Regions from separate parts of the Zea mays genome. Here region 1 is linked to region 2. A link is a contact called in public Hi-C data. All regions are on one chromosome and are shown on one strand. The core of a region is the stretch at or near the end of the contact, and the rest is flanking DNA. Distances in the headings are between cores, read along the strand shown.

Region 1 (3,307 bases), core at 723-3,222, 290 kb before region 2:
AATGATTTTTGTCAATTCATACAAGAGGCACAGAAATATGCAGAGGTAGCAAGAGGCTTAAGAGGGAGGTTTCATCCCAGACATGTTCAAAACAACCAGAACTCGGGCCAAAACGAAGACAAATCATGTAACACCCCTGGTGTGACCAGAACTAAAATTTGAGCATGACATCATATGCATTGACATGTCATTATGTTTGTTACACCTAGAATGCATCCACTAGGCTAAAACTTCAAAACAAGTGTGATGTGGTGTCTTGAAGTGCTTGTTAACCCTAGAGTAGGGTACTTGGGTGTATGTGAGGCCAAATTGAGTATTACCTTAAAAGTTATGCTCATAAGAAACTAAAATTTATGGATTTGAGTGGCACAAAAAACCTAGAGCACTCAAAACCCTAAGAGGAACCCTAGAAAACCCTAATTTATGCCCTATGGGATGATTTCAATTTCTATACACTTTTGGACCAAAATGCATATATCAAAGTGGTAAAGTATCAAAAACTAAACAACTTTTACATTAGAGGATTTTCATGTAATGTGGAACAAATTGGACTAATTTGTGAAAAAGTCACAAGGACACCCATATGGCTAACTCTGAAATTAGTGTGTTTAAGTTGACTTTGGAACCTTGTGTTTCTTAATCCATGAAGATTTTGCCCTAGGTCACTACAACAAGTTTGTAGAGGTAGCATAGGGGTACAAGTTTGATTAAGTGACTGAGCATTGGTGCTGTATGAAAATGGGAGATAAATGGACCTAAAATTAGGCTGTCAGTCACCCTGAAGCTGAAATTTCGACTGACAGTGAACTGGGACAAACTTTGAGAGCAATTTTGAATAAGATCCAGTGGATGTTTGATCGAGGTTGCTATAACAAAATCAAAGCTAGTATGTAGGGGATCAACTTTGCTACAAACAAATTAGTAGGTTAGTACATAAAAGTTTGTGAAAAGAGCTCCTAAACTTGCTCTGTCAGAACAAGCTGAATGTGATTCTGATGGTACAGTAACTGAACCAGATCACTGATTCAGTGAATCTGTCACCGCCGGTGAGCTGGCGTCGCGATTCACGCCGGCCGCCGTGATTCGTGCCGGTGTGAAGTGGATAACCGTGGCGGGTGAAAGATCTTGACCGCGGATGGGGCTGTGAGCTGGCCGCCATACCCACTTGCCCCGTGACTGGTCGAGATGACCATCGCCAGAGTTCGCCGCTTACCGCCTAGACGCCACGTATTCGGGAGTGTTACCACGTCACAGTGGACCGTCGTGGATAGCTCGTCTATCGCCTGAGACATTGCCCCGGTGAACGTCACAGTAGTTTCGCGTCGGTGACTCACTCCCCCTCTCCGGCCACCAACTTCTTTTTTCCAAATTTGGAGCCACCGCTTACGGATACTATAAATTAAGTGCACAACCAGCTTCGTTAGCTTATTACGAAACCCGAACACCAACTCTCGCCTCCGATTAGCCACTGTGGACCGCGAATTTTGGTTTTGCCCCAAATCAGCCAAACTGGTCGCCGAGGAGAGCTCTTCCGTGGTCAGTGTCGCCGAAGGTAGTTCTAGCCCAATTACGATCTGTTCTAGCTTCCTTTCGGTGTGACGATGCTCCCCATACTTAGAATTCGAACGCTACCGCGCCTCATCGTCGGGAACGGCTTGGCCCGCCCTCGGTTTTTGTCGTCGTCGTAGATAGGAGAATCCAGGGCCGGATGAGCTCGATTAGAGCATTGCCTAGGCTCGCCTGGGTTCGGGGATTTCTATCGAGTGCTCGGTTTCATCAGGCATCACCATTTGGGGCGATTTCTCGTGAGAGATGGCCGGCGGGTGAGCGCGCCGTCGCCGGGGATTGAGTTGGAGAAGGAACAGAAACTCTAGGTTTTATCCACAAATGTCAGCGAGACAGAGAAACAATGTCACAGGCTCTTTACCGGTTTTTCAAATCACCGAGGGTCCTACGCAAAATTGCCAACAAAGGCGCGCGCGCGGGCGCACTTTTCCTGGTTGTGGCTCGGTTTGGGCCAGAATCAGCTCGGTACTATTCATAATTTTCCTTTTTCCTTTTTCTGCCAGACATGGAAAATTGTAGGAAATTTTAAAAAAATGGTAAAATTATAGGACCAATTTTTCTAAACTCCTAAATTCATCTAGTATTTAATAAAAATAGTTCCAAGATTTTTAGTCCAAACCTGGATTTATTTAGAATTTAAATATGCATAAATCCAGTCTTTTAGAATTTTAGAATTAATTTGGTAGCTCCAAAAATAATACAACTTTTTGGGTAAGCTTAGTTTGATGATTAAAGCCCTTGGGTGGAGTTTGAAGTGATTTGGACATTGTTTGGTCTCAAACCCAATAAGCTAGCCTCCTAGGGTTTAATTGCCTAGTACTGATAGAATACTAACTCAGGAAACCCTAGTCACTAGTGTGTACCGTGAAGGAAAGTTGTATTCAAGATACAACCTAGTATGTTTCTATTACATACCTGCATATTCATAGCATCACATAAGCATTCATGTATATGTATAGAAAACGAAGAAGAAGCTGTAGTCAAAGAAGAAGTTGTCCCACAAGCTGAGGATCCCCCAGTTGAGAACAACTTCTATTTTGACTTCTGTGGGACAGACCCAGAACCTCCTGCAACACAAGGCAAGCCCCAGTGCATTTACCCCTTTCCTTGATGTTTTAAACTCTTTATCACTTGAGATGATGCATTAGGTGATGATAGGAGTTGTGTGCTAAACAATTGCTGCATTTCCATCCTTGGAACTGATTACCATTCCTTGATACCTGTTTTACTTAAAGTTTTCTGATGCTTAGCTTTGCTTTAGAAAACAAAATGTTTTGTTTTAATCAAAAGATGATGCTTCATATGGAATGGGAAGTTTTCAAAGAAAAGACTTGATGGTGAATCCATCATGGCCATGATGGGTTCAACATATGAAAAGATGTACCTCTGTCAGGTACCAAACTTTGGGTTGCAAATGATAAAGATGAGACCGAGCGGGTGACTTGCACGAGAAGGAAGTCTCGGTGTAGTGTCTCTGTCTGAGTCGATTAAGGACCAAACCGATGTAGGCTTGATGATCGAGGACCTTTTAACTGGCCACATGCCTCGTCATGGGTAAGCTTTGCCTCGGTCAGACCAATACCTGAAAGGCCACCACGCAATGGAAGTGGAGAGATGGTGAGAGTAGCGTGTACCCTCCGTGGCAAGAGGCTGGACTGTGGTGTATCTGTGCTCTCGAGTGGCGTGAACCCGTTCTGGTCTTGAGAAACCTGATGGTAAGTTGACATATACAAGGGTTAAG
Region 2 (3,558 bases), core at 1,054-3,553:
TTACATTGGGGATATCTGGCGTGGGTCGCAGTGAAGCCGGATCCGTCGCCCGATGTCGGACGACCTTGTTGTTCCTCTCCACTTTGAAGTTGGCCAAGAACCTTGCTTTTGCCTCCTGAATCATCTGCTCCTTATGCTCCTCGAACTGGAGCTGTTCGTCAGCCGGCAAGGTTTCCCAAGTCGGCTCTATGATGTTGCTTGGAGAGACTTCAGAACTATCCTTCGAACCGGCCATTGAGGGCCGATTTGATAGGTCTAAATATGTCTTCCCCAGCGGAGTCGCCAAAAAGTATGTTGACGTCTTTTCGGAGCGCCAAACACTCAACAAGAACCGTGGCGGTGCTCTCTAGTCAGGCGCGGACGGTCCGCGGCCTGGGGCCGGACGGTCCGCGACCTGGTGCAGGGGCTAGGGTCCTCTGCCTGACGGCCGGACGGTCCGCGCCCTGGGGGCCGGACGGTCCGCGCGTACGCAGAGGCGGCGGAAGTCGCCGGCGGCGGCCTGGATCTCGCTCTCGGGAGGGACCCCGTCGGGGAGGAGAGATCCTAGGTGATGTCTAGGCTCGGCAGGCCGACCTAGACTCTTCTAATCGGCGTAGAGTCGAAGAGAAGCGAGAAATTGGAGATCGAGAGGCTAAACCTAAACTAGACTAGAACTACTCCTAGGATAAAATGCGAAATAGAAGTGTTTGATTCGATTGATGATGATTACAAATCGGCCGTAGACCTCTCTTTTTATAGAGGAGGGGGGCTGGACCCTTTACACGACTGGATTCCGAGCTGATTCCACGAATCTAGCTAACAAACATAGCACAAAACTCGGAACCCTAATCTACTTTGCGCATGCGCGGACCGTCCGGCCCACAAGCGCGGACTGTCTGGACCGCGGACTGTCCGGCCTCAAGGCCGGACCGTCCGCGTGCTTATTTTGGTGCCAAACAGACCCAGAGGAATGGAGGTGATTCGAAAGGCTAAAACATGCATCTTTGATATTAAAAATTAAATAGAAAAGGGATTTTATTCTCGTGAATCCACCTCATCATCTAGCTTCCAAACAAACCCGAAAACTAAAATACTCTGAAATGTCTCAAGAAAACCTTTTTTTCCTAACGTCCTTTTTTCACTAGCATTTGTTAATGGTGGGCACCTGTGCGGTAAACGAGGTGGGCACCGATGTCAAAATCCACCATTACGAATTTACTTTTAAGCAGCGAACACATGTCTATGTTTGAATACAAAAGAGTTTATAGTTAGCTACTAAAATTAGTTAGAGACATCTAAACAATCGAACTAATAATTTAGCTATTAGCTACTTTTAGTTGTAGACATCCAAACATCTCTAGCTAATAGTCCAGCTAGCTATTGGCCTCACACTAACTATCCATTAGTTATTAGCTGGTCTAACCTAGCTAAAAGTAGCTAATAGTTAGCCAACTATTTGTTAGTTATTAGCTAATTTCAGTAGCAACTTTTTAACATCTAACTATTAGCCTCTAGTGCGTTGAAACGGGCATTAATGCTACGTATTTCAAACAGAAGTTAAACTACGTAGGTCCTATTTGGGAGGGCTCCTAAATTTGGCTTTGGCCCCTCCCAAACGGTTTCAAAATAAGAGCAGCCAACAAAGAGCACTGACGAAGAGTCAGAGCTATTTTTATAGAGAGAAGCTGGAGCCAAAAAGCTTCTTGCGGCTCCTCCCTTCTCTATTTTGCCCTTCTCTCACGTCAAGAGTAGCCGTTTTGCCAAACGATTTGTTAAAAACACTGGCTTCTATGGGGGAGCTGAGCTGCTCTTGAAAAAAGTAGGAACCGGAGTTATTTTTAGAGTAGCCGGAGCCGTGCTACATAGACCCCTTATAAAGAGTAGATGTTCATCTTATATGTATTACCATCACATGATATATGTACACCTACAAGACAGTTATACCATCCTCAAGTTTGCTCTTGCTACTGATTTCAAATATGGATACTGCTGTTTTCTCAGGTGGTACGGTGGTTGTTTTATTAAACAGTCACAGAGTATGCCCGCGGAGATTTGAAAGGCGCGGATGGATGTACACGGCAGGAAAGGACGTGACAGACTCTAGCAGACAGCTTGCCGGGGCTCGTCGTCCTGGCCGGGCCATCTATCGAGCGACGGCAACAAATTAAAGGCAACGCCGGCCAAGCTACGGCTCTGGTTCAAGCAGCTACTCGTGTGGCCAAGCCGGAGAACCCGGAGGCGACGACCACGGCGCAGGGCAATGATCCAGAGAGATCGACCTGGGGCAGCCTTTGTCGGTCGGCGCGGGTGGCGTGGGTGGGTGGCGCCCTCCCAACACCAACAGAATGGCTTGGGCCACCTCTCGTCCAGCCTTTCCCTGTCGTCATGTTCACGCGTGTCCTCTCCCTCCGTACCGGTGCAAAATGAATGGGACCAAATAGTAGTAACTCCACTATTCTCTCACTCCTACACGGGCCTTGCGAAACAAATAGTTATTGTTTATGTGGCTACTAATAGCTCACTCCTAGTCCTAGCTAAAGTGCTCCTTTAATTTAGAGGGGGTAGGAATTTCACACAAGAAAACCTTACACAGATTTTACATGAAACAGTTTTTAAAATACAGAAAAAAAATGCTCTTGTAATCTAACAAAAGGATCTAAAACTGGTACTGGTTGAATGAATTGTTGTTGCTTTTTTATATTAAAAAATGCCGTATGTATGACTTGTACTGTTGATTGACCACACAGTGACCACCAGCTAATAATTGCCAATCGGTGGTAGGACATGATGCTTTGGTGATAAATAGCTAGACGACACCATGCATGTCAATCCGTGTCTACTGCAACTAATCAGAGGGGAACAACAGACACATGACGAGCTGTCCCCTTCACTTTCACCCACATAATAAAATTAACCTCTCAAGGCACTTGGATATTTTTGCTTATACCTTCTTGCGGTTGGTTATTATTGGCTCATGATAGTTAGGGGATGATGTTTGGTTCCCAACTTCTAAACTTGGGTCTCCAAACTGCTAATAAACATTATGACAGAAGGAGACCTTCCATCATGTGGAAGCAAACCAACTAGGTTAAGCTTAGTATTACCCAAACAAAATTAAATGACTAACTAGCTAATATGGTGCTTTTAGTTACAAACCAATATGGTGCTTTTAGTTACAAACTAACTAGCTGAAAACTAGGTGCTAAAAACACACCACTGTACGTTTTACTATCGGTCGAAGAGGCATTCTAATCATCATATCATATCGGATCAGACGTTGGGGAAAGTGGAGAAGATGATCGAACACGTGTTGTGCCCCGTGGGCCAGGGCAACTGCTGCCTGTCGCCTCAGTGTTGCGTAGCATTGTTTCAGGTAAGATCACATCAAGAGTTTGGACGCTGGTGTGCAGCCGTGCAGGTGTCCCCTGAGCTGTACGATCGGATCCTACTCCATGCTGATCGTCATCTCTCTCTCTCTCTCCCTCATTCAACGGAAGAGGACGTCCGTCCAGGTGAAACTGTTGGACGCCGATGTCAACAGTCGCACTGGACCAGTAGTCCCAGTACGTCTGTACTGTA

The links. A called contact is a pair of places that touch in the nucleus more often than the background predicts.
Region 1: a contact with region 2 is called in a Hi-C map of leaf, with 5 times the contacts expected there. The contact joins two enhancer-like sites. A contact is called at or near these places in 5 of 25 Hi-C or Micro-C datasets (bundle sheath, ear, leaf and 1 more).

What each region holds. Positions count from the first base shown.
Region 1 is chr4:222,714,861-222,718,167 of Zm-B73-REFERENCE-NAM-5.0, reverse strand. No RefSeq gene overlaps it. Among protein-coding and RNA genes, the nearest start is that of LOC103655927, 84 kb to the left of the region's middle. Within about 2 kb of position 1,972, at least 12 of the 20 cell types and tissues checked have an H3K27ac peak or open chromatin away from gene starts, as enhancers often do. A contact at or near this core is called in bundle sheath, ear and leaf, where this site is marked.
Region 2 is chr4:222,423,041-222,426,598 of Zm-B73-REFERENCE-NAM-5.0, reverse strand. No RefSeq gene overlaps it. Among protein-coding and RNA genes, the nearest start is that of LOC100193197, 20 kb to the right of the region's middle. Within about 2 kb of position 2,303, at least 19 of the 20 cell types and tissues checked have an H3K27ac peak or open chromatin away from gene starts, as enhancers often do. A contact at or near this core is called in bundle sheath, ear and leaf, where this site is marked.